Linked DNA regions of Gossypium hirsutum: all the other regions are linked to region 1. The links are chromatin contacts, called in public Hi-C maps. All regions are on one chromosome and are shown on one strand. Each heading gives the region's core, a stretch centred on a gene start, on an enhancer-like site or on the middle of the called end of the contact. The rest is flanking DNA. Distances are from core to core; before and after follow the strand shown. Region 1 holds the start of LOC107952008 (serine/threonine-protein kinase SAPK2). Region 2 holds the start of LOC121209955 (ras-related protein Rab11A). Region 3 holds the start of LOC107897480 (protein SCAI).

The links. A called contact is a pair of places that touch in the nucleus more often than the background predicts.
Region 2: a Hi-C map of leaf shows a contact between it and region 1, with 2.2 times the contacts expected there. The contact joins the promoter of LOC121209955 here to the promoter of LOC107952008 in region 1. A contact is called at or near these places in 3 of 34 Hi-C or Micro-C datasets (all in leaf).
Region 3: a Hi-C map of leaf shows a contact between it and region 1, with 2.5 times the contacts expected there. The contact joins the promoter of LOC107897480 here to the promoter of LOC107952008 in region 1. A contact is called at or near these places in 7 of 34 Hi-C or Micro-C datasets (callus, hypocotyl and leaf).

What each region holds. Positions count from the first base shown.
Region 1 is chrA11:49,529,543-49,533,283 of Gossypium_hirsutum_v2.1, reverse strand. LOC107952008 (serine/threonine-protein kinase SAPK2) reads left to right here and starts at 2,041. Exons shown (of 9, transcript XM_016887235.2): 1 at 2,041-2,415; 2 at 2,538-2,612; 3 at 3,008-3,109; 4 at 3,216-3,248; 5 at 3,370-3,462; 6 at 3,533-3,625; 7 at 3,710-3,741. The coding sequence starts at 2,296.
Region 2 is chrA11:49,093,954-49,097,694 of Gossypium_hirsutum_v2.1, reverse strand. It overlaps LOC121209955 (ras-related protein Rab11A), which reads right to left and starts at 1,934. Exons shown (of 2, transcript XM_041081996.1): 1 at 1-1,934. The coding sequence starts at 91.
Region 3 is chrA11:49,801,055-49,804,795 of Gossypium_hirsutum_v2.1, reverse strand. LOC107897480 (protein SCAI) reads left to right here and starts at 1,997. Exons shown (of 10, transcript XM_016822964.2): 1 at 1,997-2,734; 2 at 3,658-3,741. The coding sequence starts at 2,243.

The DNA of each region.
Region 1 (3,741 bases), core at 792-3,291:
ATAATGTTGGAATCTACATTTGTTAATTAACTAAGAAAATAGAGTGTCTGAATGGAAGTAATGGTTGTGGTGCCCATTGATGGTAGCATTGCATCAAGAACAACTAAATAAAAACACAAGTTGTTTACGTAGTTCAATTTCCTTACATTTGCAAAGCCTAGCTTAATGAGTAAATCCATTCTCTTTCAATCCAATACAACAAGTGATTTAGGTTCTATCACACTCTAGTATAGTAGCCTTACTTTTGTATCTAAAAATCTAATATCATTCACCTCTATGTTCTACCCTTGAAAACTAAGGTTGTAAACCAAGCAATAAACTTGATTACACTCTCAAATGCACTTTCAATAAAAGTTCCTTAATGAACAGATCAATACTCTAAACTCTTAATATAAAACTAATAAAACTCTCTTCAAATATATAAGAGTTCGATACTTACTAACATACTAGATCAAGTACAATCAATTCCCCACACAATATAATAAAGTTTAGGATAAATAGGATCATTTGAGATAAGTCTTTAATGCAGTCCTAATCCAATCTCCATAATTTAAGAGATTCAGTAGCTTAGTCCGACCCAATCCTCATGATAAGTTATTTCAAATGAATATGTTTTTATAAATGAGATATCATATTTCCACAATATCAACAATTGCACGGCCCAAAGATTTTGTTCTAAAATATTGACCAACCAAATATGGCAAGTCATGTTGCCTGTCGCAAGGCTATCCATAATGGCCACAACCATTGGTACTGGACAAACCACTTCTCATTAACTTGCCTCAACATATAAAAATTAGAGAGACCTCCATAAGTAGTAGATTTATCAACCTGAGAAATGACAAAACTATATGTAACATTAATGCCTTCATAATTTGGGTCTTCTACTCTAAGGGGAGAATCTGGGGCCAAAGCTTATGAGTAAGGCCTAGACCCAAACATTTTATCCAAATTTATCCATTTGAAAAACAAAAAAAATCCTAGATCATCCTCAATCAAAAAAATCTTATTGGATATATTTTTTGAGAGAAAATAAAAAAAATTAAGACGATGAATATGTAAAGTTGAATTAGGACTACACCTTTGTTGAATTTAACCCTCAAATGTTTTATGAATGTTCAACCATGAGTTCTCTTAGATCTTTGAGGTAGCGTCAACAAAGAAGATGAAGTGTACGGGGACAGTAGTGATGCAGAGCGACATGAGAGGGTCGGATTGTTGAGCTAAAATGTAGAGCGAGCGATAAGGGTGGCATCTGATGTTGTGGAGCTTTTTGATGATTGGGAGTTTTGATGGCAACAATGGTAATATTAGCTTAGTTCTGTCAATCGGACAAATTAGGACAACGAAAAAGATGACTGTCAGGGAGAAGAACAAGGGACATGAAATGAATAAGATTTCATGTTGTTCTAAAAGTTGCAAAAAAACTCAACATATGCATTATTGGCTTGCACAATATTTTTTAGAATTTAGACTAATTGATGAAATATGTAAAGTTGAAGGCTAAATTTATTAAAATTTTTAGAATTATGTCCAAATTGATCAAATCCATAAGCATTGAAAGCTAAACTTATTATTATAAAAAAAATTCATATCAATATTTCATTAATGATTTAATGAAAAAAAACAATCTAAATTTTAAATTTCAATAACATTAATAACTAAAATAAAAATTTTTAACCTGTGAAACTAGAATAGAAATATGTTAATATTTAAATCACTATTTATATAATTTGCTCAAATTTTAAAATAAATATAAATAATTCTACTTTCAATCATCTTATCCAATGTACTGAAATATTTCAGTTATGAGTGTTTATTTAGTACTTTAAGAAAATATTCTTTTAATACACAGTATTTGATTGTTATTTATTGATATTTTGCGACATTTCGAAAGCAGGAAGAGGGCCAACTAAGTGGGCTAACCAAAACGAGAGATAACCCAAAAACGAAGCAACGTCGGTGTGCAACTTTTCCACTTCTCCTTCAATTTCTAGCTTTTAATTATCCTCCACGTGTAATGTCCATTCTTCTTGTCTCTTTGACGTTGACACCATTTGGACAGCCTCATATGATTCCTTATCATCCTAGTTCCTTTGCCCTTTGCTTTCACCCATCCAACTAAAACATCAAAAAGTCCTTGAAAATCATGGAGATTCCTCCAACACTAAACCAAATATAAGAAAAAAAAAATTACACAAAAGGTTTTATATATTTGCTGCAACTATATAAGATTCATATAAGTGCTGCTGTTTCTTTCCTTACATATTTGCTGGGAGTTTTTGGATTTGGAAAATGGAGCGTTATGAGATACTGAAAGATATTGGATCAGGGAACTTTGGTGTTGCTAAGCTGGTTAGGGATAAAAGGACTGGTGAGCTTTATGCTGTCAAGTATATTGAAAGAGGCCCCAAGGTATCAGATTTTGTTTTTAGCTTCATTTTCCTATTGGCTCTCCAAGATTCATGCCCATCATCTTGTTTGGGTTGTCAATATTTTCTTATGGATGGATTTCAAGAGATTTCTTGTCTATGCAGATTGATGAGCATGTGCAAAGGGAGATTATGAACCATAGGTCTTTGAAGCATCCAAATATAATAAAATTCAAAGAGGTAAATATCTATAGTTCCTCATAAGTTTCAGGTATTGAAGTCAAGACAAGCATTACTTGTACAAGTTTCAGAGCTCCTTAAATGGAGCAGTGAAGGTTTTTGCATTTTTTTTTCTTCTCTTTAAAAATCAGAGTTGATTTGAACAGAACAGGCTTTACAATGATTTATCTTTTGTTCTGTTTTAGCTAACTTAGCCTTGAGAGCAACCTACATGGTCAGAGATGTAGCTTCCAGTTTAGCTTTAGCTTCATATTAGGTAGCACCAGTTTTTGATTGAAAATTAACTTAAAAAGGTTCAAACAAACGATATGGGAGTTTGTGATCTTCAACAGGGCAGCTAAAATCAATGGTGTCCATGGTATGTTTGATCCAATCCCAAACACAACTTTTTGCAGGTCCTGTTAACACCAACTCATCTTGCCATAGTCATGGAATATGCAGCTGGTGGAGAACTTTTTGAAAGAATATGCAACGCTGGTAGATTTGGTGAAGATGAGGTATATTCTTATAAACATCTTTTCTTTTTCTAATTTTTCAAACGTTAAAAGTTGTGCTTATTGAATTTCATTTTTTTACCTTACTGTTATTGTTTTACTGCATCAGGCAAGGTTTTTCTTTCAACAACTGATATCAGGAGTGAGTTATTGCCATGCAATGGTATATATGGCCTTACTTAGTCTATTGGATCTCCCCCCCCCCTCTTTTTTTTTTTTTTGGCTATCTAGCTAAGTTGAGATTTTTATCCCCATTTTCACAGAAAATTTGTCATAGAGATCTTAAGCTGGAAAACACTCTATTAGATGGAAGCAGTACACCCAGACTAAAAATATGTGACTTCGGCTACTCTAAGGCAATGAACCTTTCTGTTTATGATCTACATACTATAAAGTCAATTATTAACTTTGTACTACATGTTTCAGTCGAGTGTGTTACATTCCCAGCCCAAATCAACTGTAGGAACCCCAGCCTATATTGCACCAGAGGTCTTGTCCAAAAAAGAATATGATGGGAAGGTAAAACTCCTATTAAGACCTTAGTTTTCAGCTCCAAATATTGATGATCACTGCTTTATCTATGGGAGAAAAAAAAAATTGTAGATTGCAGATGTTTGGTCATGTGGGGTTACTTT
Region 2 (3,741 bases), core at 685-3,184, 440 kb after region 1:
ACTTACCGACGGCAGAGTCACCAATCAAGACTACTTTGAAAACGTAGTCAATCTTCTGGCTTGGGTCCCCATACCCTCCTCCACTAGCCATTTTCCCTTCTAATTCTACTTCTAAGTCTTGTTTATTTCACTTGATTTGGTTTTGTTTTGTTTTGTTTCGGCCTGAAATATAGCTAAGAGCCGAAGGACACAGTTGGTAACGTTGAGTTTTAGATTATTGTCTTGTGAAAGGCAAAGTGAAAGTCTAAAATCTAAATAATTGATGAGAAAGACAATTTGTTCATTAGGAAGGAGAGGAGGGATTCGGTGGATCAGGATTTAGACTACATATGAGATGATAATCCAGTGAGTAGCAGACATTAATCCGTTTGCTTTCAACCAACCAAATATAAACCCTTTTTGTAATTTCATACATTTAAGGTGAAGTTTTTAGATTATGTAAGTTCACAATTATATTATAAGATATATTAAAATATTTTAAAAAATAAACATTTAAAAAAAAGACACATGACGATTTTTTTGATAACTTGTAAAATAAAAAAATATACATTAAACTTTTTATACCATTATTGTATTTTATAATTTAAATTTTTTAAATTAATTTAAATTAATACTTTTTAAATATAATGAATTTACAAATAATATAAGTTAAACCTTTATAAGTAATTGACAAATAATATATTAAAATCGCATATGTTATTAAAATATTTTTAAAATAGTATTAAAATTAATAAATATTAAACTTATACATATATGTTAAAATATAAAATTAATAAGTAAATTATAGATTTAAAGAAATCGAAAAATAAATATCTTTTTCATAAAAGCAATCTAGGAGTTCAATAGTCATATATAAAAAATTGACAAAAATTATTTCATATTTGAAATTAAAGTTTTATTACATTTTCATATAAATTTAACTGAGAGATAAAGGTAAATAATTTTTTAAAAACAAGTAAATGTTAAGCTTACTTTTAATTAATTTTTAAATACATGAGTAAAATATAATGAATTTATTAAATTATAGTTATACTTTTTTATATAATATATTAATTTGCATACTTGTGTGATAAACCTATTTGATTGTTTATATAAACATTTCAAAACATATGGTGCTATAAACGTGTGAAAAAAAAATTTAAAATGTTTTTCACTTATTGAAATACATTTTTCACTTAATATTTCATATACGTAATTTTTAGATAATATTATATTAGGTTTATAATTTTTTTAAAAAATTACTTCACAATATTTTAAATAAAATTTACAACACATTTTCAAAAAAATAATTGTCTAATTATAAAATCAAATGATTTAAAAATCATTAGATTTATGTCTATATTAATAAAAAAATTATCTATTAAAAATTTGTTTTCATCGTCGTTAGTTACCTTAGATGATTAATCATGCACTAATTAAGTATTGCGTCAATTAATTACAATTTCAATCAGTTTAAATAACTAATTCATTGGTTACCTTACAATTGTAATGAAAGAATAACTTGGTCATGGTTTTACTTAATCAAACATCTTACCAAGGCCCATAACCACACAAACACAATTTTAATAACTCAAGTAGATGAAATGCAATCAACCTAACACAAATTAAATTCAAGCCATATCAAATAAATAAACTATTCAACATGACAAATATTCATAGACATGTTTATCATAACAACAAAAAAATTAAAAGGACAGGGAACAAGAATCAAATCTGGTATTTTCTCATTAGCTTGACTAGTTTGCTCTACTCCTCCTTCTCTGCTTGTTCTTGCCGAACCGGGGCTTCTACAAACACTTGAATACTGCTTGAAATGGTGGTTGATTGACTCTTTTTCAAGAGGTGAAATCAGAAAGGAAACAGGGGAAGAAAATGAAGAACAATGGAAGGGAATAAGAGAGAAAAATGAGAGAGAAGTGAAGAGATGAGAAGGGTTGAGATGTGTTTGAAGTGAGCAGCCAAGGGGGTATTTATAGGTTGAAAAGGCTGCTAAAAATAGCCAAAATAAGCAGCCAAAGACTCCCCCCATGGCCGGCCACACGTGGCATGTTTGAAGATTTCAAATATGTTATTTTAAGGTAGAGGCAAATCTAGAAAGGCATAAATAGTGGAGGGGTTTGAATGCAATTTAGAGGAGTTTTTAAGGGCCATTTTGCAAGCCAAATAATCAGCCAAGCAAGCTGATTGGGTCAGCATGTGGACGGTTTTGGGCTTCCCAATGTTCGGTTAGATCGATTTTCTCCATTCAAATCAACTGGGTCCCTTTTCATAATTAATTAATAATAATTTATTTAATCCAAATTAAATTGGATTAAAATGAAAATTAATTATATTATGAATTAATACACATAATTTGGACCGTCTTAGGTTGAAAAATTAAGTAACCTTGATGCTTCAAAATTGCTTCTCAGTTTTGCGCTTCTAACAATGTCCGTTGAGCCATTTTTCGCCCTTTGCCCGAATCTGTCGAAAAGAATTAAAATTAATCAAAATTTGATATAAAATTAATTAAAATTCAACATGTTCATATTTTGAGTGTAATTTAATTATTTTATAATAATTATATATTTTTCTACAAGAATTTTATCGAAATTGCATGAATTTGAGTTAAAAAGGGCATGAAAAAATGTGTATATTTTTGTGTTTCCACACCCCCAAACTTAATTCATTGCTCATCCTGAGTAATGCACAAATTTGAAAAGAATTTATCAGAAAACACCTTTGAAAAATGTGTATATTTTCGTGCTGCAATCATTAAGTTTAATTTATGCCTTCATATATTGAACATAACAATTTCTCTCCACTAATGTAGGTAGCATAGAAACTTGAATCAATAGTTCTTTTAAATAGGTTGTAACATGGCTAAGCTAGGGGTAGGTAAAAGATAGATAAATTTAGGCTAAAAACTCTAGACTCAGCTTGAATCGGACCTTTGAAATAATTACCTTCAACACACCAACTTATTTCGCTTTCACATGCTCTTTTATACATCTATTTCTTTCGAGTACATATGCTCTCTTTTTTTTCTTTTTTTTTTAATTTCACGAGTATTTTGCTGTATGTATTACAATTTTTTGAGCATTTGATTCTTCTTTTCAACTCCCCCAAACTTGTTTCAAAGAATATTATGAATAGCACCGAGTCTAGTGTTTGGGACAATTTAAAGATAATTGAGAGAAAAGTGATGGCTAAATATTGCAAAGGTTCAAATAAAATTAGGCTATATAGTCTCAAAGTTGGGTTTCAAAGGATAAAAATTCATCAAGGTAGGCTTGAAAGGCTCAAATGGTCCAAACAAAAGTTGCCTAAATCATTTTCAACATTCCATGCTTCCTAGGATTTCGCCTCAAGAAACTACTAAGTCAATTTTAGAGACTTAAACTTTCATGCATGCTTAACTTTCCTAAGGAACTAAAAATTTTATGGTATGATTTGCATGCTTTATTAAAAATACATTCATGTCATATTTCAGTTAACATAACAATTATTGAAATAATCAAACTTTATTTATATTGAAGTTTAGCATATTTAACAAAATTTCAAATTTTTGAACAAAATATAACCTAATCATAACTGAAAGAAAAATTTATTCTGAGTGGAAATAATTTCAATTTTTTGATCCCCCTGCTTAAGATGAACAATGTCTTCATTGTTAAAAGTGAATAGATACTATACACCAAATAGGATTCTAGAAAAGAGGAGGTGAGTCAATTTGTCTGCTTAAGTACCAAGCTCTCTCTA
Region 3 (3,741 bases), core at 748-3,247, 270 kb before region 1:
TTGTTTTTTTTTCATGTTTTGTGAAAAAGTAAAAGGAAAATTTTTTCATAGGGATATAATCAAGTCGAGCCAAGCTCGAATAATGTTAGGCTCAAATTTAATAAAATATTTGTTTTTAAGTTTGAACTCGGTTCGAGATATAATCGACCTACTTAAGTTGAGCTCAATTAAGTTCGTTTTTCAGTTTTTGTACTCAAACTTGAACTTGGTTCAATAATTAGCCTTAGGGTTAATAATATATATATATTAAGGGCAATGATGTAATTTAATAATATAAAAATATGAAAAGTTTGATAAAACTTGAGCTTTTTGAGTCAAGTATTACTAAGTTCGAATTTGGCTCGATCGATAACTTAAGCTACTTGAGCTCAAGCTTGGCTCAATAATGACAAAACCGAGTTCAATATTTTTTGAATTAAACTCGAGTAATTTGTGAGTACTAATATTTTATTTACACTCCTAATTAGAATTTTAGTATCAATCATCACCCATCAAAACCAAATTTATTTACAAATATATAAATATTAACATAAAATATTTTTTTATTTTTAAAGTAATTAAATATTAAAATAAAAATTATAAATTGAGATCTGATGTAATTTATGAACATCTCAAATAAATTTGATCAAGTTTTCTAATGTGCTTCCTAAGTTGTTAATAACAGCTTTATAAGTTACCACTATGGCTTACGCCAACCAATTGATCCATTGTTGCTACATGAATTCAGATATATATAATTTAATTTATAAGTATAAAAAAAATGGAATATTTACCATTAACCGAAGATTAGAGACCTCGAAAACAGAAAATCCAAAACATATCCTTTGTCAAACTTTATATATTTTCACTCACATGAAAACAGGGCTTATTTAATTGATGTTTGGAGTTAAGAATTCTAGTTTGAAACTTGTGGGTTTAAATTTTGATATAAATTTGCACATGTATAAAGAGAGTACTATATGCTCAGAATTTTAATATGTAAAAGAAATTAACTGTTATTTTCTGCCAAAATATGCCGTCCTTGTTTCCATCTAGAATTGCCAGACAGGCATTCATGTGCTCAAAATTCGTATATTCATGTATATGTACATAAATATTTTCGTATAATGTTGGAATCATATTTTTAATGTAATCGTACGCTGTATCTTATAACCAAACTGGTAAGAAAACCAACGAAAGAACAATTCCCATGATGCGGATTTAACAAAAAAAAAAAGAGAAAAAAGAAAAAAAGAACTATTAATTTATTTAATACTGTATCATAATTAAGAGATTATTAACTCATTTCCACTTTTTATATAAATTTTCGAATCATTGGGAAGTCAAACATAATTTAATTGGATTTCTCATTTATATATATTTAATGTTTTTCAATGCATCCAGATTAGTTTATACTATTTAATTAATAAAATCATTAAAAATTAAATATATTGAAAAATAAAAGGTAATGTAATCAATCATCTATCTATTTAATTGGTTTATATTGATTCATAAGTTAATTAATTTTAATTTTTTCTTAATTCAATTATTCTAATTAAACAATCCAACTCAATTAAAAAAAATATTACAACACCAAACTTTCAAAACAAAGAGGAATTATATAAATAATTTATTTTATTTTTAAGTGTTCAATACAAATCAAATTCTAATTAATAAAATTATTTTAATTTTTATTACTTTATTATTTTAAAAAATATGAGTTTAATATTATTGTTTTTATACAAATGGTAGGTGTACCAGTTAATAATATTAAAGAATATTCATGGCATAATTAATAGGAGCCGTTGATTTCTCATTTCTTCTCCCAATTATAATCGGACGGTGTATTGTTTTAGACTATTTTACTCATACAAAATACTAATAATAAATACTTGTCCTTCTTCGTCGCCACAGGAAAGTAATGATGACACATCGCCAAATCACTGAAATCAGTGAGTTAATTACCATCGCTATCACTGTAAGTTACTGAATTTATAAAACCTTACAAATCCAAAAATCAGTTATAGGAAAAAAAGAAAAAAAAAGAAAAGAAAAGAAAAGAGAAAGGGAAAATTACGCTGACACCCATAAAAACTACAGCTGATCTCAACAAAGTCTACACAGTATCTCTCTTTATCTCTCTAGACTTCTCTCAAACATTTTCCGATGTCCACCGTAACCGTCTTCAGATCCCCCTAACGAGCCGCTGAGTCTCTTGACTGTTTTTTTTTATTGAAATCAGTATTAGATTTTTGTTTCGTACATGGCGGAGGAAGACGTCGTTCCCAAAACCTTCCGAGCTCTCGTCGAGAGCGCGGACCGTAAATTCGCACGAGTCCGGGACTTACCGTCGTACGGACGAGCACAAGGCCAACACTATTTCCAGAAAGTCTTCAAAGCCTATATGCGGTTATGGAAGTACCAGCAAGAACACCGAGCCGAGCTTGTCAAAGCCGGTTTGAACCGGTGGGAGATTGGCGAAATCGCCGGTCGGATCGGCCAGCTGTATTTCGGCCAGTACATGAGGACGAGCGAGGCTAGGTTTCTGGTCGAAGCCTACATTTTCTATGAAGCGATTTTGAAGAGAAGGTATTTCGAAGGGTGTGGAGTGAAGGATCTTCGAGTTCGGTTTAAGGAGTTGAGATTTTATGCCCGGTTTTTGCTGGTTTCGTTGATTTTGAACCGGACCGAGATGGTGAAAGTTGTCGTCGAAAAGCTTAGAGCTCTTATTGATGATTGCAAGGCTAATTTCCGGGTAAAAACGATTTTTTTTTATTTCTAGAATTTCAAGCTGAATTTTTATTTGCTATTGTTGGCTATGGTGCTTTTTTCAGTTTTGTTCTGCGCTTTTTAGCTGCTAATGGAAATTATGAATAAATAGTAAGAATAGAATTTAGGTTTACCTAAGAAGACATAAATTGTTTTTAAAAAAAAAAAAATTTTAAGAACATGAAAGGGAGTTCATTGAGTATTATCGATTACCATTTAATTACCAATAAATTAATTTCAAAATAGTTTTCCTTTTTCCCAAATGAATAGTAAGAATCGGGTTCAGGAAACTTTCGTTAAGAAGTATAATCTAAATTTTCATAAATAATCTAAATTTGGGAAAATTAATGCATTACTCAGCTTTATTTCCTCTGCCCCATAATTTTTTTCCTTATTTTTGTAATATCTTCTTCACTGTTTTGCAATAAAAATAAAAAGGAAATACAGTTGGGCCCTTTGTCTTTGATTTCCTTAAAGTGAATTATCTCCTATTTTAATCACCTTTTAATTTATTTGGTAGTGATGACTGAGCTAATTCCGATGTTATTTATGCTTATGTCTAAGTTTATTCTGTTACTTTTTTTTTAGAAAAAAAATTGTGCAAGAATTGAAAGATTTTTGTATTTCTTAGGCCGACTTAGATTCTTTCTTTGCACTTTCACTGTTACAAGAAAAAAAAAGTTATTCTTTCCCACCGAGTAGGTAACCACAGTATTTGAAATGGAAGATTTTCAGTATATTTGTTTAAATTGGTGAATGCGAACACATTATTGAGTGCTGTGCAGTATATTAGAGGATGCTTGAGTAATTTATAAGGAAGTTATAGTTTTAGAGGGAAGCTTATTAACTTCATACAGCATGTGGTAGATACTGATCAGTGCGTACGATTACTTATTTATTATTTTCCAGGAAACAAACTTTAAAGAATGGAAGCTAGTAGAGCAAGAAATTCTCCGCTTTATAAACATTGATACTACTTTTACCATTCCAAGT